Regions from separate parts of the Zea mays genome. Here region 2 is linked to region 1. A link is a contact called in public Hi-C data. All regions are on one chromosome and are shown on one strand. Each heading gives the region's core, a stretch centred on a gene start, on an enhancer-like site or on the middle of the called end of the contact. The rest is flanking DNA. Distances are from core to core; before and after follow the strand shown.

Region 1 (5,576 bases), core at 2,160-4,659:
AGATTCTCAAATCACCTCACTAGGCTTTGTGGTGCTTGCAATGCTCTACCAAAGTGTAGGAGTAAATGTGGGCAACAAGACAATCAATATGGTGGGTGGAGGGGTATAAATAGCCCTCACCCACCAACTAGTCGTTACACAAACCCTGCTGCGCATGGGCGCACCGGACTGTGGTGCGCCACCGGTGCACCAACGGTCGACTCCAACGGCTAGTTCTGACAGCTAGCCGTTGGGCAGATGGCACACCGAACAGTGAACAATCACTGTTCAGTGCGCACCGGACAGTCTGATGCGCTATCCGGTGTGCCACTAAAATTCAACTCGTGAACTGCGCGCTCTCATGTTTCTACGCAGGGAACCCTCTTCTCTGGGCCAGGCTGTCCCCACTGGCAGAGGGTGCACCGGACAGTCCGGTGCACACCGAACAGTCCGAAGACCAAAGTCTCCACAAGGCCAACCACAAAGATAAGGGGCTCTTGCTAGCTTTACAATGAATGGGAGTCAAAACTCCACGCTCAAATGATCACAAGAGGTAGCTCACACTTTCTCTCAATGATTCTCATAATGCACTATCGCTAAACACACACGAGTAGCTCTTTCTTGCTTGATCTTTCTTTTGTGGCACTTGTGAGGCCTTGATGTGTATAGAAGTGCTGCACTAGTAGACAGGAGTGAATACCCAACTCCTGTGTATGATATGGATCAATCAATCAATGAGAATGGGCTGGTTGGGGTCCCTTTTATAGCCTCCAACCACCCATATAACTGTTATGCCCTGTCTGTCTGTTCTGCGCACTGGCGGACGGTCCGCAGCTTGGGCCCGGATGATCCACGACCCTCCAACGGTAGGATCTGACGTTACAACGGTTATGTCTGACAACCCAATGGCTAGATCAACAATTGTCTCGATACGCGGAGGTCTGCCCTTGGTCCCGGATGGTCTGCGCCAGTTCTAGAAATCCTTTTGCACAACTAGTCACCTTCAGGCTGAACCAGATCTTCACGTGCGGACGGTCCATGAATTATAGCTGAACGATCCACGCTTTATAGCCGGACAGTCCACGATTTATAGCCGGACTGTCCACGATTTATAGTTCCTATCCAAAGTCATAGCGGTGTCACGAACGGTCCGCCAGAAGGGGCCAGGCGGTCCGCACTTGGCGATTTCAGAACTTGAGTTTCTGACTTGTCGTTGATCTTTGAACAATCTTCTCCAAGTTGCTTTGGCTAAACTTGAGAGAGATCCTATGACTTAGAAGAATATCTCTAGTGGTTGTCCATCTAGTCTAAGTCATGGATCTTAAACATTTTAATTCTTTAACTCATATTTCTTCTTTTGCTCAAACTAGCTCCAAAATAGTGAGAAGTTGATTCTGAGCTTTCCAACTTCTCTAGAAGTGTTGAATAGGTTCCTCGGGGTATTTAGAACTTATCCAAAGAGTAGAACTATTGGTAGTTCATCTATTCCATGTTTTACCCCTATTTCGTTGTATCTGAGCTTATTGTGACTTAGAAACTAAATGTTGAACTTATGAACCTGTGAATCAAAAACTAGGCAAACTAATTAGTCCGAATGGTTGTGATGGTCATCAAGCACAAAAAACAATATAATAAATGGTTTAAGGCCATTTCCCTTTCATGCACGTATTGGGCTTTAGCGAGGGGGGGTCCAAGCCGAAGTTGGTAGCACAGTATCACCTATGATAGTGGTCGTGCTTCAAGGGTCGGTCAGCTTATCAATGGGCTCGTTCGTATCCCCAATATCTGACGGTTCACCATGCAGTGTAGTCCATCCATAGTGTCGTTTCCTATATCCGTACGAGAGGAATGAGTGCTTCATGGTTGATTTAGACGTAATGGATGTGGATGTTAGTCAGAATAGGAACAACCTCCATTCCCCTCCATGTTGTGGCGACCGTTATGATGACGAAGGCTAATCATGGAGTGGTCATCCTCATTCTTTTGATCGTTGACCCGTGTGTGGTTTGTTTGTGCCTGTGTCTAGTTTGGTCATCCCCTTAGGCTAGGCACGATTCGCCTGACCCCTAGGTTGACTTAGGGCTCGTTCAACCCTTTTTCGTTTTGCCCAACCCCTAGGCGTCCTTGCTTCACATCGGGACTAGGGGCAAACATTAGCGGTTTACTCATGATCCAGAAGCAGATTGGGCCTTACTCGAGCCTTTTCAGAGTATCTTTACTCATCACGACTCGTGGGCCTTGGGGACCCGGTTTTGACCCTGACAACAGAGTTTTGTCTTTCATAAGATGTGTATATAATGAAATTGATGATCAAGATTCCAATGTTTAATTGATCCACAGTTTTGAAGCTCATTGTTTTTAACATACCTGAATATTAATGGTCATATGATTATCTTGTCAAATCCTTCTCCCCTCCAAAGGTGTCGAAGGGGAGAAGGGTGATTGTGTTCTCCGTGTCCAGAGAGCACATGGAACAAGTACAAGGGTTAACATACTAAATGTATAAACAAATGACATTATACAAAGTAATTGATGACAATGAACTAGTTTCATATATGCAACAGTCAAGCTCAATGATTAGGTTACTTTGAATAACAGATATCAGATAACATAGGGAGGGAACATCCAAATATACTTCGACATTGTAGTATCTTTGGAGGTTCTCTCGGGAAAAAGATGCTATAGACGCAAGGTTACATATGACCGATCCCCGTAACAGTGATATTATTCATCTATTTATAGGGTTCGAACGATATACATATTCATATGAAATTGCAACCTTGCCCTTACGTTTACACCGTAGTCCTTCGCTAACGAGAGGGTACAATCACACCATTTTACAATCCTGATTTTCTTCTCCATGTAAACCTTCTTAACTTGTTTTATCCATAGACCATTGTGAAGGCACTGAAGCTCCCCTTCACTTTCCCATTTCTTCGTCGTCCGAAGCTCTTTTAAGTGTGATGGTTTTTGGCTTTGATTGAGGTCCTTATCTAAAAAAATGCCTAAACATTGATTTTGGATAGAGACTTCGTCTATTTTCTTGACATTAAACAGATTCCATATTTGGACAGAATTTAAACTATGATGAACTCAGGCCATCACTTTTTTTTGGAAAGATGAAAAATTTCTTAGAAACCGGACTCGGAAATCTCTAGCTCTGGATTCAGCCCGTTACACGTTGGGCTCTCTGTAACACGGCAAGAGTACCATTCGTTGGGCTAACTTTGATTCATCCTGCTATTACGGGCCCATCCCAATTGCTCCTGACTAGTGCAGATCCGGCCTATCATGAAAAAGCCCACACGGTGACCGCTGCCTGATGTGATGTCATGCGCCGAGCAGCGTGGCGCGCACCGGTGCAACCGTTGGCGCCGGGCCCCACATGTCATACGCACAAAAAATCTTACCCCCGAGGCATTTCATCGTGTGTTTGTTTCGAGCAATCGTGCTCGCGCGTGCTCAGCTTTGCTCTGCTCTGCCTGCCGCCTCCGCCTCCGCCGTCGTCTCCCCTCTGTCTTCCTCCGTTTCCTTCTCCGCCACCTCCAACACCCCAAAAATAATTTTAGCAGCACGAGCAGAAAAAAAAGTTCCGCTCGAAAAAAAGAATTCCTCAACGAGAGGGGGAAAGGAAACCCTAGCTGTCTGAATTCCGCCGCGCGCGGCATTGCCCTCCCGCGACTCGAGCCGGGAGCTTGGCGGGCGGGTGCGTGCGTGGCGCACCCGATCGCCGGCGTTCGTATCGTTAGCCTCCGCTGGCGAGTGGGTGCTAGGTCGGCGGCGGCAGCGGGCAGCACGGGGCCCGATCATCGCTGGCGCCGCCGCTGCGGTCTGGCTGGCTGGCCGCCGGCAAGAGTGCGGTCGGCTGGTCCCGGGCGTCGCGGAGCAAGTGGGTCCGGGGGCAGGCCGCCGGAGACGGCGGCGACGCCGACGGCGGTCGGAAGCGCAAGGGAATGGCGCTGTTCCGGAGGCTCTTCTATCGGAAGCCGCCGGATCGGCTCCTCGAGATAGCCGACCGCGTCTACGGTACGGTAACCCCGCGCCTCCTGTTCGACTGCCGCCACCGAACCGAATTACCGATTTGGGGGGTACTTCGGGGTGTGTGCAATCGGAGGTTCTATTGATTTTAGCACCGGAAATGCAGCTGCATTATGTAATTTCGCTCAGTGCCGGAACAAATTTCTCTGGATGTTGTTTTCAGGCTTCCAGCTAACATGCCTTCCTTGTGCATGCTGCATCAGCTTACGGTGCCACCATGATTCTATGGCCCCATTCTAGTTTCGTTCGAGCTATGCTTCTCAAAAAGAAGGGTTCGCTCACTGTTCGACTACCGCTGTATTTTTCCCGTGTTTATTACTGCACATTAATAGTAACGTTGCCAGCAACCTCGTTGGCTGGTGCAAGGGTTTGATTCTGAAGTTTCTATGTTATGCGATTAATGTAACACCCATGTTTGAAGATAGATGAGGAGCTGTGACATTTAGTCTATGCCTAATACGATAATGCTTGCTGATCAACAAGAACAATGCGATCATGTCTTAATCTGCTACTTCACTATCAGAAAAAAAATTGAATAAGAAGTGCATTTTAGTCTAAAATGCTGCTAACATGTTTGAAGACATGAAGTTTCACATAAGTAGAAATACTGATTGGCATCTTTGTGTTGCTGTATTTAATTGTTTGCTGATGGGTTTTCAGTAGTGCAACTAGGTGACTTCTTAGTAGGACTAACAGGATAACTCTCATGCATTTTTTAAGTAAAGGCACTGCTCAATTAAGCAAGGAAAAGGGAGTTTTATGTAAGCTGAACGCCCATTGTGCCCAACAGACCGGTCCTAGGACAAAAAGAGAAGCCCTCCCCCACTCTTGGTGGGGTAACCCGCAAAGAACATCGTCCATTCGTCCTACATCTTTGCACTATTTCTTCTTTGGTCGATGAGGTGACCTGCTGCGATGTCTTGTACACATCTTAAAAAATCCTCCTATTTCTCTCCTTCCGCAGGTACCACACAATGTAGATTACCACTCCGTTGAAACGGCTGCGGTCGTGCTTTGGCACCTTGCTTACTACTTCCTCCCACCAATCGGTAATGCAGGCGGGGTCCTGTTAGGGTAGCTGCACATTGAAATTCTTCCAGGATAGCACCTGGCTCCAATTGGCCCTTGCGAAGGGGCACAGCAAAGAAAGGTGTAACCTTGTCTGTTATCTCTAGAGGCCCATTACACAAGACACAATGGTCCTAATGTGGGAACCCCGCTCTTTTGTAGGTTGTCCACCATTAGGACTTTGTTGTGCATGAGTATCCAGGCGTGGACTTTGCATTTATTTTCCACCTGCGCCTTCCAAATGAGCTCGGCCTGGAATTTTCGATGCGATCCTCCGAACTGGATCTTGTATGCTGAACATGTGGAATATTTTCCGTCAGCCATCCATTTCCGAGTTATAGAATCCTGCATGCCGAGCAGCATCTGTACAATTTGTATTCTGGTCCATAGTTCGGCGAATTCTTGGATTTGTGTGGAGGTTGTGATTATGTCCAGAGCGATCGGATATAGTCACCATTGTGTAACTTCTGACAGGACTGTCCTGTTCTTTC
Region 2 (5,526 bases), core at 399-2,898, 400 kb before region 1:
GTCCGAACCCATGCTGTCTAACCAGTAGAACATCACGCTAAGATGTTTTTAATATTGAATATAAATTGTATATAGGTATATACGTTTTTTTTGTAAAATAAAAAATAATCGTGTCGGCCCCGGCCAGCACTACGGGTCGAGGCTACAGCCCAAGCACGGCACGACGTTCTTGGCTCTTGCAAGCATTATGTCGTTTATGAGACCACATTGGCGCAATAGACTACATGGTGTTTGAGATTGCTGAATTGGATAGAGCAGCAATGATTTGTCACACTAACAGCAAAATAAAAAGTTATTTGTTGGTTTTAAACGTTAGTAATTGCTACGAAGTAGCATAATTTATATGTAGCGCATCCAGTTTTTTTGATGTCTGACTTTAGCAATCACTCAATATTTTGATCTATCTTTTTTATAAGTTTAACTTCATGGGACTTATTTTAGAAACTTGATCTCACAAACTTTCTCTTATTTGGTCTCTGTATGATGGAATTATGTCATTTTATAATCTCTGTTTATTCAGTCAATCGTTGTGCACTCTCTTCTAATCGCTCACTTCATTGGCCGTGTTGTACCAAGACATATTTGCATGGAGTAAACAATAACATCAGTTAGCCAAATCAAAAAATATATTATATAGAGAGCGGAGACAATCAATAAAAAATCTTGAATTTTTTTTGATGGATAGTTTACGTAGGTATTGTTGTAAGCCGTCGCAACGCATGGGCAACCGACTAGTTTTAATCTATTTTTGTGGGCCTCTTGGTGGTGGATGTGAGGGGCTGCAAAAGCGTGCGTTTGTATCTGGGATGTACTGAATTGTTTTCCAGTTTATTAGAGCCACACGATCAAATTTGGACGCGCGAGATTAAACCAAGTGCTTTATGAACCGGTATTTGACCAGGATCGTCGATCCAGAGATCGACGGCCGAGAGGCAGCCACGACTTAAAACCATTATACGCCATCCATCTCTAATCCTATGGCCTAGATCAATCCCCACGAAAGGGTACGCGACTTTCTAATTCCTACCGCTGGTGAACGATCCAACGGCCGATCATCATCTTCTTCTTACCCAAGCCACGACCACGGCGGTGTGGTTAGCCAGGGCGGCGGCGCCCTCACCAGACATGGAAGTACTGGCGATCCGAGACCCAAAAGATTAGACGAGAGTTTCTACGGGCGTAAGAGAGGGTCGTGAACGTTTGAGGGATATTCTTACCGGGGTTGATGAGGTGCAGAGGTCCGTCCACGGCCAGAGGTGGATCTGCATCAAGCAATTCCTGAGGCATCATTAGCAATTCCAGCCAGGCTTCGTCGTTGGTCCAAGCGTGAGTCCATGATGAGATGCGGCTTCGCCGTGGCTAAGTTGCAGCGGCAAGAAATCCCCATTGAATCCTGGTCCTGGCCTCCCGCGCCCGGAGACGCCACGAAGAATTTCCTGGGGACTGAGTGATGATCCCGGACCTGACTATGCGGCTTCGATGAGGGCGCAAACACGATTCAACGTCGGCAGACCTCCCTCCTCCGCGCTGCCCACGGTGCATCATGGGCACACCGACCAGAGAATCAACTCTCGCGTGCGACATGGGTGAGGGGAGTCTGGCGTGCGCGGCCTGGGCGCCGAGTGGATGACCGTTTGGCCCCACATGTCGGCGCCATACCATTCTGGGCTGAGGCGGAGCGGGAAGTTAGGCTGGGCCGGCAGTGAGGACGGCCCAGGCACAGGCGAGTTCCTTTTTTTATTTTTATGTTTTCTTTTATTTTCTATTTCTATTTGTTTAAATTCAAATTGGGTTTTGAATTCTACACTATAGTTCAAATGCACAAACAGAAACCCAGTATGATATGTAAAAGAAAAATATTTATTTAGCACTTTTCTATTTGAAGAAATCAATTTCAAATGTATAATTCACATAAGAGAACCAAAATTCGAATAAATCATTCTTTCTAAAAATTATCTAAACTCTTATATAACCCATGGGAAAAATTTATGTAAAATATTTCACCACATTATCTAAAATATCCCTAGTTTTAATATTTTACTATTTATTAAGTTTTTAGGATAAGTTAATATATAACCTCTACCATGCATTAGTTTAGTTCAAACATTTTTAAAGAGTGTTTTAATTATATAAAGGGAACAATAAATATATTGAAAGTCTCTCTTTTATTTGTTGCCCCAACTTTTAGTTTTAAGTTTTGGATCTAAGTTTTGAATACCAAATTATTAGTTATCAATATGTATTTAATTTAGAGAGATATACTTTATAAAGGAATGAAATTGTTATTGGAAGTCATTTTATTCTCAAATCTTTGGAGAACCTTTATATATCCCAAAATAGGACTTTAGGTGTTACAAATTCTACCCCTTAAAAAAATCTCGTCCTCGAGATTAGTAAGAATGGATGCAGATGTTTTGTTTGGATTTAGCTTCTAGTTCAAAATTGGTTCAAAACTAGAAAGTTTTTTTTGGACTAATTGGTAGTGATAAGGAAAGCATGGGCATTATATTCTTTGCTTAAGTCTTAGCGACCTAGTAAGCAGGACGAGATATGGGTAGAGCAAAGGTAAGTTGTGGTAAGAAAGGTTGGAGCAAGGAAAGACTCCATTTAGGACGGTGGATCTTGATTTATCTGAAGATCTAGTTTGACTTTTATCCTTCTTTGACGAGGTTGATCCATTCCTTCCCTGGTCTTGGTACTTCCATTCAAGTTAGGAACATATACTTAAGATAACTATGAGTAGGATATACAACATTGATATTAGGTTGGAATGGGGGTCATCATGAACATGTTGGTTAGGTTGTTTGTTCATGGCCGAGTTGGTCTCATGCACCAATTTAGGTTTAAGTGAATTAGGTGAGAACATGGTCTCAGGTGCCGGTATTAACTAATCTAAGTTAATTTACTATACCCTTTAGACAGGTGCAAGAAATATGAGCCGATTAGACTAGGTCTTATTAGATTAGATCATATTAGATAGGATCTCGATTAGATTGGTATGACTAGACTGGACTAGATAAGATCTAATTAATTCGAATTAGATCATAGTTGTTACTCTAGGATGAGATAAGAAAAGTGGTTAGGATAAGATGGAAGGATAAGATATAATCTTTTTCAGGTAAGATGAGTCTATAAGATAGATCTATTTGTTTTTATATATGGGGGATAATCTATCTTTCTAAATATATTTTTATGCCTATATGTATGTAGATGCAATTGTGGATATTACTCCACAACCCATCACACTTAATTAAAGAACTAAATCAGACTGGTATCATAAGGACAAGCATTGCGTATAGATATCTACAAAAATAGTTTTGTTTTTGTTCCTAAGATTAGATCTCCTATTCCTAAGGGCCACTTTGGGTATAGGATTCCAAGGTGTGAAATCCTCTTTTGGTTTCAAGAAAGAAAAGATGAGAAATAATTAAGGAAATTTTACAAAGTAGGTAAGGGTTTGACTAGTTCTATCTAGGTTATGTTCTACAATTAACATCCTCTGATACCACTTCTGTCACACCCAGATTAATGGGCAAACTAAGGCGCGAAAGAAATGTGTGCTAGGATCAAGTCTCACACATATGATGACTCATGGTACTAAATTCAATGTCACATCTTTATTATATAATAGGGGTTTGTAGAAAATAGCTAAATAAATACATCATATGACGACAACGATCCTTCGCAACCATAGTTGACTGGGAGACGATGGCCTAGACCTCTCAGAAACTCATCGTGGCATCCTTCATGCTCCTCATCTTGTGGTACCTGTTCTTGACCTGGGTGTGAGTATAGCAAGAGTGAGCTCACATACGTTCATCGCTCAACAAGTTTTGGAGAATAATGTGCATGAGCTCACTTACGGTGGGGCTCATGTGAAGTGTAGGGCTTACCAAAGAGAATGGTTAAGGCTGAGTGTTTCTTTTAACAAGTTGGTCAAAATGTTATTAGTTGTTACTAAGTATAAGTAGATACCATCCCAATTAAATAAGAGATCAAAATTAATAATAAATCCCAAAATACAATGCAAGTGACAGATTAAATTTAATTCTATAAATTAATCTTGCGAGAGTCCTGAGTCGTTCTTGATCGTGAGCACGCTGATATACTAGTTTTACACTCTCAGAGGTTGCACATCTTTACCCATAAAATTAATCATGCGACAGTTTGATTAGGGATGGGAATATAACTTGTGGATTTGGATATCCGTTGGATATCTGTTGGGTATCCGACCCGACGGATCCAGATATGGATATGTTTTTTGACCTGTGGGTTAGACTCGTATCCGACCCGAGGTAAAGTGGGCATGGATTTGGATATTAAACCTCACACGTGGGTTATCCGTTGGATATCCGAAATTAACCAATACTTCAATTATTTTTCCAGACAGGTAGACAGCCCAGCTGGTTTGTTGTTGACAGATACCTTATGGCAGTGTGTCTGCTCTGTGCTCCCCTCTCTAGCTCTCCTAGCGCTGGCTCAAGTGCTCAACACTACACTAGGATCAGATCCTCAAAACTTTAGAAGACAGAAGGCCAAAAGTAGATGAGACATACAGACATGTCTTTGTTGTCATTTGAGAATGTATTTGTTGACATGCAGACATGTACTTAAATTGTTTATTTGTCATGCATACATGTATTTGTTGATAACTAGCTAATCATACAAACATGTGCAACTTTCTATTCTGAATTTATTATTGCAATTCAAGACATGTATTTTTCGTCATGTTGAGAATGTTGATTGTTGAAGGACATGTATATTTGTTTAATTTTGTATTAAGTTTTTAGTTGTGCATAAAGTGAATTGGAAATAAATTTGATTAATTATGTTATTGAATTGTTGAAAATGGTTCTTTGTCATATCTGATGGATATCCGATGGATATCTAAAACCCAATGGGCATGGGTATGGATATGAATTTCTATCCGCTGGTATAGTCACGGGCGGATATTATCGATGACCGTGGATATGGTTGTGAGCGGATGTTTGCAATATCTGATCCGAATCCGGTCCATTGCCATCCCTAGGTTTGATTTCAATCAAATCTAATCATGGCCACTGAAGTCCAATCGGACGGTTCAGATCGGCCCGTATCTCTTCAACTCAGCCATTTTAATAAAGTGCCCCTCAATTTTCTTCAAAATAACCCGTCGTCCACTGTTATTGTAAGATCATTACACTGGGGTCCGTTTTCTAACAGATTAAACCCTGGATTTCAAAGAAATAGTGGCCGCAGTCCAATATTCTTGTTTAATTATAAATTAAATCCGAAAATTGATTGTTATTTACAAAAATAAATCTAAGAACTTAAAAATTCTGTGGGGACATTGTGCCCCTACATGTCGTGTGTTTAGGTTTACCTTACAAGGTTAAAAACTCGATTTGAATCGTCTGATCCTCGTAACTAATGAGACTGCTCGATCCGTTGTACTGCATTGAGTAATAAGTGGAAATGAGGTTACTTGCAAAAGATGATGTTTGACTTAAGGATTGCTACCATGTGTGGATAGTTAGGTGCTCATCT

The links. Hi-C and Micro-C count contacts between places; a contact is called where the count stands out from the background.
Region 2: a contact with region 1 is called in a Hi-C map of leaf, with 4 times the contacts expected there. The contact joins the enhancer-like site here to the promoter of LOC103652160 in region 1. A contact is called at or near these places in 4 of 25 Hi-C or Micro-C datasets (bundle sheath, endosperm and leaf).

What each region holds. Positions count from the first base shown.
Region 1 is chr3:126,380,950-126,386,525 of Zm-B73-REFERENCE-NAM-5.0, reverse strand. LOC103652160 (formin-like protein 12) reads left to right here and starts at 3,409. Exons shown (of 18, transcript XM_035966297.1): 1 at 3,409-5,167; 2 at 5,248-5,576.
Region 2 is chr3:126,782,678-126,788,203 of Zm-B73-REFERENCE-NAM-5.0, reverse strand. No RefSeq gene overlaps it. Among protein-coding and RNA genes, the nearest start is that of LOC103650508, 100 kb to the left of the region's middle. Within about 2 kb of position 1,648, at least 20 of the 20 cell types and tissues checked have an H3K27ac peak or open chromatin away from gene starts, as enhancers often do. A contact at or near this core is called in bundle sheath, endosperm and leaf, where this site is marked.